Linked DNA regions of Zea mays: region 1 is linked to region 2. Evidence: chromatin contacts called from public Hi-C data. All regions are on one chromosome and are shown on one strand. Each heading gives the region's core, a stretch centred on a gene start, on an enhancer-like site or on the middle of the called end of the contact. The rest is flanking DNA. Distances are from core to core; before and after follow the strand shown. Region 1 holds the start of LOC100193565 (Vesicle-fusing ATPase). Region 2 holds the start of LOC100272429.

Region 1 (6,637 bases), core at 2,502-5,001, 330 kb after region 2:
ACATACTCACTAAGTTTGGGATGAAGGATGCCAAGCCCATCAAGACACCCATGGGAACCAATGTGCATCTCGACCTCGACACGGGAGGTAAATCCATAGATCAAAAGGTATACCGGTCGATGATAGGATCTTTACTCTATTTATGTGCATCTCGACCGGATATTATGCTTTCCATATGCATGTGTGCAAGATTCCAAGCCAATCCTAAGGAAGTTCACCTTAGGTCCGTAAAACGAATCTTGAGATATTTAGTTCATACACCTAAGTTTGGTCTTTGGTACCCCAAGGGATCCACTTTTGATCTAATAGGTTATTCAGATGCTGATTGGGCAGGGTGTAAAATTGATAGAAAGAGCACATCAGGGACTTATCAGTTCTTGGGAAGATCCCTGGTGTCTTGGGCTTCAAAGAAACAAAATTCAGTAGCTCTTTCTACCGCCGAAGCCGAGTACATTGCCGCAGGCCATTGTTGCGCGTAATTGCTTTGGATGAGGCAAACCCTTAGGGACTATGGCTACAAATTAACCAAAGTCCCTCTCCTATGTGATAATGAGAGTGCAATTCGCATGGCGGATAATCCCGTTGAACACAGCCGCACTAAAAACATAGCCATTCGGTATCACTTTTTAAGGGATCACCAACAAAGGGGGGATATCGAGATTGCTTATGTTAGCACCAAAGAACAATTAGCCAATATCTTTACCAAACCACTAGATGAGAAAACGTTTACCAAACTTAGGCCTGAGCTAAACATTCTTGATTCTAGGAACTTTGATTGATTCCTTGCACACATAGCTCATTTATACCTTTGATCATATCTCTTTCATGTGCCATGACTAATGTGTTTTTCAAGTGTATTTCATGCTAAGTCATAGATTGAAAGGGAAATGGAGTCTTCGGCGAAGAAAAGGCTTCCACTCCACTCCATTGTAATATTTATCCTTCGCCGACACTCCGCATCGCTCTTCACTTTGGTATAATCCTTCACTCATATATTATTTGCCAAAGGGGGAGAGAGTTTGAAAAGGGTTCATATTTCACTAACAAGTATCCGTTTTTGGTGATTCATGCCAAAGGGGGAGAAAGTATTAGCCCAAAGCAAAAGGACCGCACCACCACCAATTTCAAAAATGAGTCTTTCAATTTGTATTAAAGAAGTTTTTCAATTGGTATCTTATTTTTGATACAATTTCAAATTGGTATGATCTCTTTTAAAATTTATATCTAAAACCCTCTTGAACACTAAGAGGAGAATTTCATTAAGGGGGAGTTTTGTTTAGTCAAAGGAAAAGCATTTGAAACAGGGGGAGAAAAGTTTAAATCTTGAAAATGCTTCTTTCAATCTTATTCATATACCTTTGACTATTTGCAAAATATTTTTGAAAAGAATTTTACAAAAATTTGCAAAAACAAAACAAGTGGTGCATGTGTGGTCCAAAATGTTAAAATGAAGAAAGCAATCCATGCATATCTTATAAAAATGTAAATTGGTTTAATTCCAGGTAACCTTTGCACTTACTTTATGCAAACTATTTCAATTCTACACTTATATATTTGCTTTGGTTTGTGTTGGCATCAATCACAAAAAGGGGGAGATTGAAAGGGAAATAGGGTCAAACCTTTTCCTAAATGATTTTGGTGGTTGAATTGCCCAACACAAATAATCGGACTAACCAGTTTGCTCTAGATTATAAGTTCTACAGGTGCCAAAGGTTCAACACAAACCAATAAAAAGTCCAAGAAAGGGTTCAAATAGAAAGGAGCAAAACCAACCGAAGGCTGCCATGGTCTGGCGCACCGGACTGTCCGGTGCACCACCGGACAGTGTCCGGTGCACCAGGGTGGATCAACTCCAACTCGCTAGCTTCGGGAATTTGGGGAGCCACTCCGCTATAATTCATCGGACTGTCCGGTGTAGCACCGGACTGTCCGGTGTGCCAAGCAGAGCAACGGCTAACAGCGCCAACGGTCGTCTGCAAAAGTGAACAATGCGTGAACAGTGCGCGGACAGCGCGGGCAGAGTCAGAGCAGGCGCAGAAGGCGCACCAGACAGTGAACAGTGACTGTCCGGTGCACCACTGGACTGTCCAGTGGCCCCACTTGTCAGAGCTCCAATGGTCGAACCCTAACGGTTGGGTGACGTGGCTGGCGCACCGGACAGTGTCCGGTGGCGCACCAACGACCACTTTGGTGGTTGGGGCTATAAATACCCCCAACCACCACACTTCAAGGCATCCAAGTTTTTCAGCCAACACATTCAATACAAGAGCTAGTGCATTCAATACAAGACACAATTAGAGTGAATCAAAATCTCTCCAAGTCCCAATTCCACTCAAAGCAATAGTGACTAGAAGAGAGAGTTTTGCCGTATTCTTTTGAGCTCTTGCGCTTGGATCGCTTTTTTCTTCCCATTTCTTGTTCCCAAGATCTTTGTAATCAAAGTAAGAGACACCAATTGTGTGGTGGTACTTGTGGGGACTAAGTGTCCCAATTGATTGAGGAGAAAAGCTCACTCGGTCTAGGTGACCGTTTGAGAGAGGAAAAGGGTTGAAAGAGACCCGGTCTTTGTGACCACCTCAACGAGGAGTAGGTTTGCAAGAACCGAACCTCGGTAAAACAAATCATCGTGTCACACTCTTCATTTGCTTGTGATTTGTTTTCACCCTCTCTTTCGGACTCGCTTTTATTTCTAACGCTAACCCCGGCTTGTAGTTGTGCTTAAACTTTATAAATTTCAGATTTGCCTATTCACCCCCTCTATGCGACTTTCACATATAAACCTGATTTTGTAGATCTGCAACCTCGTCCCCAGTGGAGTCGCCAAAAAGTATGTTGGCCCTCGATCTGGGCAGCGCCAATCACTCAGGGTGTACCACCTGGCGGTGCCCACTGTGGCGGCGCGGACGGTCCGTGACCTGAGCGCAGGAGCAACGTCTTCCTTGCTTTGCATCGGACGGTCCGCGCACAGGCCCGGACGGTCCGCTATGGTGTAGGGTCTTCCTCCTCCTCGCTGGAACCTAGATCTCGCCCCCTGGGGGAAGAGATTTTAGGGCGCCCTGGTCGACAGCTCACCCGGGACGTCCCTAGACGACGTGTAGTCGCATAGGAATTAAGAGATCAATTCGAGGAAGAGACCATAGGTGGACAACTAGATCTTGCCCCAGGAAGGCGTAAGATCCTAGGGTCGTCATGGGGTCGCCAGACCACCCAAGACGGATCTAGACGACGTAGAGTCGAATAGGGGGTGAAGGTGAATGTGCGAAAGGTTACAATTAGAACTACGCTACATCTACTCCTAGAGCAGAAATGATAAAGAAAGTAATTGGTTCGATTAGAATGTGTTCGGTGGTTCTCAATCGGCCGTACCCCATTATATTTATAGAGGATGAGGTCTAGACATATTTCTAAGCGATAGCCAATAACTTTTACGTGTCACACACGAGATAAGAATAATGGCCTAAACTAATCTAATCGTGGGAGGGTGGATCGTCCGGCCCGTCCACCATTTTTGGTGCTTCAAACGGTGTTTTGATCGGTTGCTGGACACCAGAAAACCGAAGGACCGATACACCACGTTGTTCCAATCTTTATCTTCCTGTTGCCTTGGCCCATGACGTGCAACTGTAGTCCAAACAATGATGCGCAGATACTTCAAGTCCAGCCCAAATAAAAGCCCATTAATGCTACACGCTGTCACCCATCGTATCGGTCAGGTAGGCACGGCCGATCCGGCGCCAGCAGCGGCGGTGCTCGACCTTCAGGCATCAGAGCTGCGGGACATCACACGCACCGCTACGATCTCCTCCTGCGAGCGAGATCTCACCACCGCAGCGGCGCCGCGGCCATGGCGGGAAGGTATCACCAGGATCAGGGCGGGGACGGGGGCGCGTCCATGGAGGTAGTCAGCACGCCGAACCAGGAGCTGGCCCTTACCAACTGCGCATACGTCTCTCCCGCTGACCTCCGCCGCTTCCCCAACGGGCTCGCCCTCGTCGCTGACGCCTGGGTCTTCACCCTACGATATCCTTTTGTAGACGGTCTCGTAGTCCCTCGTCTGCACAGTTTATTCTGAGATCTCTGTCGCACGAGAGCTTGCCTGGCGCTTTGATCTGGTGTAGCTTCAGTTTGAATCCTGGGTCTACGGAATTCCGCGCGTTGATGTTTTGATTCTGGTACTATATTTGAGCTTTGGCGATCTTGTGGTGATAACCTGGAAATTCGATTGCACTGAAATTTTGGTCCTTGTGGAATTTGTCTCAGCAAGCATTGTAATTGTTAACTGGAACCGTTTGATCTGTTTTATGACATTTAGTTGCAGTGTAAAAGCCTTGAATGATGAATTAACTTCGAAATGCACCATCATTCTTTTATGAGTGTATAATTGAATAATGATCTGTTTCCTTATTGTATTTGCATGTTAGTGTTATACTGCTATTATCATTCTAATGTTGTGCTCAGTCGTAGATCTTTGAACTGGGTTCACCACATTGTGACCGTTGGGTAGTGGCCTAGAAATCTAGTTGTTTTAAAATAACATAACATTGTTTCAACTTTGTGAACAGCTGAATCCTATGCAGATTTGATAATATCATGTATTGTCTTTCCTAAGTTTTTTTAACCTTTCTCTTACGTTTGATCCTTAACGTATATCCACTGACCACAATGCTGTTGCAAGTGGACGCATTGCCTTGAATGCTATTCAGCGTCGGCAGGCAAAGGTTTCAGCTGGGGATTCTGTTACTGTTAGCAGGTTGGAAGTTTAACTGTCCACTGAATGAATATCCTTATGATGCTGTGTTGCCTTATTATTTGCAATATATATATTTTTGTCCAGTTTTGTCCCCCCTGATGATTTCAAGTTGGCTTTGCTCACTTTAGATCTAGATTATGCCAAGGCAAGAGCCAACCGAAATGACGAGGTACGCTATGACTGTTTATGATGCAGATCCTACTAGTGCTTGATGATTGATCAGTGTCATCTGATATTCATTGTCTTGGCTTATCAGCTGGATGCTGTTGTGCTTGCCCAACAACTCCGTAAGAGGTTTCTGAATCAGGTACGAGACTATCGGTTACTTAAATTCTTTGAGTAGGGCCCTTTTTTGCTTGGTTAGCTTTAAAGTGTATGCTATTCATGAGATGCCACTAGTGCATTATTGGATTATCAATGGCTGTAGTTTTATTATTGGTACTTATGTGCCCGATAAGTTGGTCCCCTGGGGTTGTTTACACGTTGCAGGTCATGACCTCAGGGCAAAGGGTGCCATTTGAATTTTATGGAACAAACTATGTATTCACCGTCAATCAAGCTTTGCTAGAGGGTCAAGAGAGTTCTACACCATTGGATAGAGGATTCTTGTCCAGTGATACATACATCATATTTGAGGCTGCTCCTAATTCAGGAATTAAGGTAATCTCAAACGCCCCCTATATTGTTATTATCATTCGTTTTAACTGCAAATGTGGCAGAAGCATTATTTATAAATTGTAACATACTCCAATATCCTGTTTTTGTACTGTAGGTGATCAACCAAAAGGAAGCTGCTAGCAGCAAGCTTTTCAAACATAAAGAGTTTAACCTGGAAAAATTGGGTATAGGTGGATTAAGCGCTGAATTCACTGACATATTTCGTAGGGCATTCGCTTCAAGAGTCTTTCCGCCTCATGTTGTCAGTAAGTAAGTATGGTACCTGCTTAACTACTTTTTGTACTGTTGTAATCAGGATCTTTTGCTAACGGTCTAGTACTATAGGTTGGGCATCAAACATGTTAAGGGTATATTGCTATATGGACCTCCTGGTACTGGCAAGACTCTAATGGCCAGACAAATTGGAAAGTTACTGAATGGAAAAGATCCCAAGGTATGAATTTTCTTAATGAGCACAGAGTACAAATTTGTCATTTACCTAACCATTTGTGTGATGAATGTTGTCATTCATTTTATAAGTATTATGAAGGACATTTTACTGTATATGAACATCAGATAAAAGTTGGATTGAGGAAGTTTCTTGTTTGCTGTATTGTTAGTAAATCAAAACTTAGCACTTTTTGGGTACTCTCAGTGTTGTTATTGTAAATACTAATTCAACAAAAAGCTGTAAATGTAGTTGTAGTCCGTATTGTGCTGATAAGTTTTTGTGTACTATTGATGATAATATACTTGAATGGAGCACAATTAACCAGTGGTCTGTACTTATATGATCTGTGAAAACGGACACAATAATGCAGAAGCAGAACTAGAAAATTTAGCTACAGGGTGAAATGTAGGTTAGCCATGTTGCACATCCTTCAAAATTAATAGATGTAAGAGGGTTTGTAAAACCTGTGCAGTGCATTGATTCCACAGATATTATCTTCTTCTTCTACTTATAATGCTAGATTTTTGTCAGATTAGTCTTTTACATGTCATCCTTTTTTCCAATCTCAGATTGTGAATGGACCTGAAGTTCTGAGCAAGTTTGTTGGAGAAACTGAGAAGAATGTGAGAGATTTGTTTGCTGATGCTGAAAATGAGCAGAGAACACGAGGTATGTTCCCTCATGAGGTAAAATGTTCCCATATTTCTGTGGATTGAAACCTGTTAAACACTTCATTTTTTTACCTCCTTTCTGACACAGGTGATCAGAGTGACCTCCAT
Region 2 (6,126 bases), core at 3,441-5,940:
CCCTCGCCACGCTGCGACTGCGACTGCCACTGCAGCTAGCAGGCAGCAACAACAGCGGCCGCAGCGAGACAGGAACTCCTCTCTGAACTTGGCATTTACTTCCTGCCCCTTGCTCAAAATCCGAGCTACACTCAGTAGGCCAGGCTGCCAGGCTGCTCATTGAAGGCCCCTCCGTCCGTGCCCTTCATCATCTCCCTCCTCGTCGCACTCCCTCAGCCTCGGCGGCGCCGTCGATCAGTGCTGCCGGCCGGTACCCCCAGCTCAATTCATCACTGTTCCTGCGGCGATCATATGCTATTCCTATTCCTATGCCAACTCAGGGTCCACATTGTTTTTATTAGTTTATGTTTATGTATAATAAGTCAAACGAGAGGGCTTCTAGTTGACTTCCTTGAGTTACACCCTTTGTTGAGTTGACACTCAAAAGTGTCTTGTCGACCAGGCCAGGCGTATAAAGCTAGCCAACGTTAAGAGGTCCGACATGACTACTACTTTGCCTAGATTCCAAACCGTTCTATTTTTCAAATTGGCTTCTGACATGAGAAACATTAAGTTGTTTTCTACTAAGAGACCACTCTCTTTAGATACGTATTCAACATCCAATCGAACAAAAATCTATGTACTGTCTACGTCTCAACCGCACATTGCTATTGCATGCTGTTCAATTGGCTTTAACCCGAAAAGATTTCTACTGTTTTTATGTTTTTATAGTGTTTTGTCTCAATAAATTGCATCTACAACAGTACGAACAATTAACTTTAATCTGAAGTAAACAACCTATTTATCACTTGATCTAATGACCAAGAAAGATACTCTAGGCTTCCGGACCTACGACCTCGAGAAACCTAACAATATCCTTGCCCCGGCGGGGGTCCCTTCCGTGCGAGAGTTTCGACGGTTAATTTGCAAGAAACTAATCGTTCTAAAGTGACTAGTTATCCTTTGATAGTTTGGTCATGAACCTTTATATTCTTCACCATATAAGTGTGATATACTCACTACGCTCTCCTGTTTAGGGTAGCTGGACGATCTAGCTCTAGATGTCGTGTGCTCCAATACAACGTACGTCATCCTAAAGATTTTGGACTTTTACGTTGAATTAATCTTCTCGAGTTGGTTGTGTAGGCAAAATATGACAAGCTCGCTCTAAGAATATATAATAAAATTAATTTAGTACTCAGTTCCGATGGATGGAAGCTCTAAATGTATGCTACTCAAGTACCACGTCGTCCCCTTCCGTGGCATCACCATTTCTTGCAGCTTCTTCCTCGAGATGCTGGTTCAATCACGCCCCCGTGAATGAATGCCGCAAGTCGAGTACGGGCCGATCGGTGTTGTCAGGGAGCTCCCGGCCTCCCCCCAGGCTAGTCGCACCGCCGCGGAGCCCATGCCCTACAGATGGCTGCGCCCCATAGAGGCTAAGACACAGCTGCGCCGCCGGGCCAAGCAAGTGGCAACCCCGGCCGTCTCCCAGGGGCAGTCGGGTGGGGCTACTGCGCCGACCAGGGAGGGGTGGCCGTACGAGGCAATTGGACCCCCTGCTGGTGTTGAAGGACGGTTGGACCGAGCTATGGATGGACGATTGGACAAAGTGAAAAAAAAGCTAGATGCTTGCAAGCCTGCTCAAGCTTGTTTAGTGTCGGTAAAGCTCGTGAGCTTAAATAAAACTACTGAACGAGCCAAACTATAGTCTAATCTCTCAGTTGGGAAGCTAGAGTCGAATCGAGCTTGGCTCGTTTCCAGCCCTAGACACGACCTCAACTTTGAGAAATGAAAGAAGAAAAAAGTATAATGACAATAGATTTAAATTTTATACTTTAAAATTTAAGAATCGGACCATATTAAGATCAGACTTTATTTATATTTATTTTTGAACTAAAATAAATTAATGACTCAAACGAGTCGTGAAAAAAAATATTTGGTTGGTGAAACGGTGATCCATTATCACACCCATGGACTCCCTGAACGCCTTGACGGTTGTTAAGGGATGCAAAACAGTCCTCTATCCTATCTTTTCTAATTCTTCAAACGAAAACATAAAAGCATGGACGATTCTATCTCTCCAATCAAACAAGAGACAATTTCTTATTTACTACTATTTTTTTGGTTCATTTCTTGATCCTCAAAATATAAATTTCTTATTTTAACACTGGATGTAAATTTTGTTTTTTATATGGCACTACCATTAGTTCTGGCCTCAAGTAATATTAACTTTCATATGAAATGATGATTTTACTCAAGTTAAATAATTATTCATGAATACTTGTATTAATTATTACAAGTATTTATATAAAAATAATTGTTATAACATTACCAGTTTTTATTACAAGTATTGGTTGGGAACATGTTTAGATTCATGTAGAGAACCAAAACAGTACAACCCAATTAAAATAACATAGTTCTTTCCCTCGATTTACACATTGTGAAGAAGTAGATCAAGGGGAGAAGGTTAGAATGAATAAGAATGTTTATTAAGGTAAAACATGAAGGTATGAGAGTATATGGATCATAAGACATAAGCTTTACCTTTTTATTTTCTTTATTTTAGTTTCATAAGATTACAAGGCTACCTTTGGAATGCTCGAAGATGGCCTGAAGACGTTTATGCCTTTCAACTTCGGATATTGAGCGATCCGAGGGTGGGTGCATATGCGAACGATGAAAAAGGTCCGCAATGCATGGACATTGTACCGCTATTAATAGTGATGGAGCAACGTAAAACTTCGTATAAAATTATATTTATATACTTAAATCCTATACATATGATCTACAAATCTAGTCGAGTGTAGTATAATATTTTCTTCTTAAAGACGTGTTGCGCACGCCGCTTGAGCCTTCCTTTGTCTTCTTGTTACTTGCTTCAGCTGCTTCATGCTGACGGTGTTATCACCTTGTTCTTAACACCACAAAGGTGTCCCCCATCCGAAGCTCATATTATTCGTCCTGTAACAGACTTAGAAATAATTGGAACTCGTTAGCTTGAGGACCTTCGGCCAGAGGCACTCTCCCAAAAGTAGCCCCTTGCAGAATTAATTCATTTTATATAATGGACTCAGATCACGCATTAAACGAAGAATATCTTGTGCCAAAGGTCTGAAAAACACCTTCCACGAGAGCGTTGTCAAAAACAGATATTCTCAAATATGCTTTGTAGCGTGAGTGGCGGAAATCAGCATTGGTAGTCCACCGACAGCGAGTGAGCACCAGTTGACTCCTCGACTCTTGTGTTTTTTTTAACTATAATAACAGAGCTCACCCGCATGGGTTAGGCCCCACATTTTCTGTTGTTGCTACCACCATTTTTTTTGCCTCCGAAACTTATTCGCTTTATTGATTTTCGTGAGCTTAGGAAGTTTGATCTTGGTACGCTTGCAAATGGCGGTAATCAAAATGACTGCTGGACAGCACCCTAGCTACTGGAGCCAAAGCGATAACCCAGGTCAAAGAAGGAAATGTTGAATATATTGTAGTTGATCTTGACGAAGATGAGTCAGATGAAGAAAGTGGCAAAGAACTTGAAGTTTAAGAGGATGATACCGACATTCGCTCGACGAAGCCGAGCCATGTGAGCTTCGAAAAGTCGATGATGAAGAAGGGGCACGTAGAAGTGATGAAGAAATATGGGTACTTTGGAGTTAGTGAAAGCATCAGGCTTGGTGAAGAGGACACTGTTCCTCAGCCACAGAAAAAAAAATGAGGTTTTAATCTTCTGAAGTTTCTTCAAGGTCGGCCTATGGTTTCCTCTGTATAAGATAGTTGTCAAAGTGTCGAAATAATATGAGATATACCTTCATCAATTAACGCGTAATGAGATAATGTGACTTAGGGTATTTATTTGGGTAGTCCAAAGCCAAGGAGCTAAACCAAGCGTTGTGTGCTTTTGCCCAGTACACAAACTGCATTACTAGGCAAAGGCAACATGAAAAGAAATGGACCCATGATAAATCAGACATGTAGACATCCATAATTACATAAATATAAATTTAGACATAGAATAAATATAATTAAAAGCACATACATATAATACTACGGATATCCACATTTTATACCAATAATAAATCAGACATGTAGACATCCCTACCCTCGTGTCTCAATCCTCCTAGTTAAAATTTAGTTTGTGTAACATGATATGTTTAAATGTTAGTTACAAGCGTTTAATATAGTTTAATTATAAAAAAACTAATTACATAAATAATAATTAAACGACGTGAGATGTTTAATGTAGGACTAATTAAGCTTCATGGTTTCGTTTTGTCGTTTAGTTTTTTTTTGTGTAACTAGTTTTATAATAAAGCTATATTTAATACTTCTAACTAGAATTTAAGTGACACGAACTAAAGTTTTCTACTAGTCATTAATATCCAAACACCTGCTTTTATAGCCCACCGGGCAGCGCCATATCCAATCAACCAGCCCATGATATGGGGATGGCGCCAATGCCATGGCCGCACGGTCCGAGTTCGACACGCAAAACCAGAACCGCTGAGCTTGAGGCCTCTGCACTGCTTCCCTCCCAGTCCATCCCTTCCCTTCCCTTCCGCTTCCCCCACGCCACCCGTCTACTCCGTCGTCTTGTCGCAGGCAGCAGGTGGAAATCTCCGCCATTAATAGCGCACCCCGGGGATCCTCCTCGGCCGCAAACAAAACCCTCCTCGTCATCCGCGGCCGCTTTTCCCCTGACCCCTGCCTCGACCAATCCTCCCTCCCACACACATCACACCCACAAGACAAAAAAAAGCGCCTTTGAGCGCCGCGCGACCTCTGGTGCTTGGTGTCGTCGCGACGCGTTAGTTTCAGAGCGCGCACGCGCGTTTGTGCTGTGGGGGTTGGGAAGAGCCGAAGAGCGAGGCGGCAGCGCGATCGAGAGCGGTTCGGCGGGCGGCGGCCGAGCCGATGGGAAGGGCACCCTGCTGCGACAAGAACAAGGGCCTCAAGAAGGGGCCCTGGACGCCGGAGGAGGACAAGCTCCTCGTCGACTACATCCAGACCAACGGCCATGGCAGCTGGCGCCTGCTCCCCAAGCTCGCAGGTCAGAATTCCTCTCTTTATTAGTCCCTTCTCTTCGCGGTTTCCACCGTCGTCGTCTTAGCTTAGTTCTGCCCGACCATTGGTGTCGCACTCGCACTGGCCTAAAATGCCGACCAAATTCCTCGCCGGAGTGAACGATGCTTACTCTATTTCTGGGATGGCAATGGCATGCAGGGCTGAACCGGTGCGGCAAGAGCTGCCGACTGCGGTGGACCAACTACCTCCGGCCGGACATCAAGCGCGGGCCCTTCACAGCCGAGGAGGAGAAGTCCATCGTCCAGCTCCACGCCATCGTCGGCAACAAGTAAGAAAACTTTTTTGCCGAGCCGAGGTAGCAACTGCCTGCCCGTCCCATTCGATCTGTGGCACCGGCAGAGAGCAGCACGTTTCCTCTCTCGTCATGCTCTCATCTCACTCACTCATCATAGCTTAGAGAGCTCGCACTGCCGGTGTACTGCTCGGCGCAGCGCCTCACTGTCGCAAAGCATCGCGTCGCATTGAATGATGCCACCTCCGTCCAAGGCATCGCGTCCAAAACCTGGCGCCTTCAGCATGCCGGATGTGTATTGCTATTGCCTCGCTCTCGTAGACGTAGTACTCCTATTTACTAGAGCCCTGTCTGCTCATATTTCTGCCACGGCAATTGGTGATTGGCTGATTGCTATTGGCAGGACAACTCTCTCCCTCTCCGGAAAAAAAGTTTGCAAACTATTCTCGCTGCTTGAAGAGTCAAACGGTCTAAACTTCAACTAAATTTATATAAAAAAATACAAACATTTTCAGTACAAAAAGAAGTGTCATTAAATTAGGTATACACACGCTGGTGCTAATTACTATAAACTTGGACAGTTTGATTGTCATAAATAATATTGTTGCATTCTCTCGAGAACGAACGGCATACGTTGACGGTTTTTTTTATCTGGTGTTGATCCTGGTACCTCAAGGTGGTCCATGATCGCGGCGCAGCTCCCAGGCCGGACGGACAACGAGATCAAGAACTACTGGAACACGCACCTCAAGAAGCAGCTGCGCCGGATGGGCCTCGACGAGCCCCCGCCCGGCCCGGCCGCCGGCTGCCCCGCCGCGCGCCACATGGCG

Evidence for each region. Hi-C and Micro-C count contacts between places; a contact is called where the count stands out from the background.
Region 1: a contact with region 2 is called in a Hi-C map of leaf, with 7 times the contacts expected there. The contact joins the promoter of LOC100193565 here to the promoter of LOC100272429 in region 2. A contact is called at or near these places in 4 of 25 Hi-C or Micro-C datasets (ear and leaf) and 2 of 3 datasets of contacts at active chromatin or transcription factors (leaf and seedling).

The regions. Positions count from the first base shown.
Region 1 is chr4:153,472,270-153,478,906 of Zm-B73-REFERENCE-NAM-5.0, forward strand. LOC100193565 (Vesicle-fusing ATPase) reads left to right here and starts at 3,752. Exons shown (of 21, transcript NM_001358831.1): 1 at 3,752-4,020; 2 at 4,655-4,750; 3 at 4,835-4,919; 4 at 5,007-5,057; 5 at 5,240-5,410; 6 at 5,523-5,677; 7 at 5,753-5,861; 8 at 6,428-6,527; 9 at 6,618-6,637. The coding sequence starts at 3,845.
Region 2 is chr4:153,140,242-153,146,367 of Zm-B73-REFERENCE-NAM-5.0, forward strand. LOC100272429 reads left to right here and starts at 4,691. Exons shown (of 3, transcript NM_001146904.1): 1 at 4,691-5,029; 2 at 5,203-5,332; 3 at 5,973-6,126. The coding sequence starts at 4,894.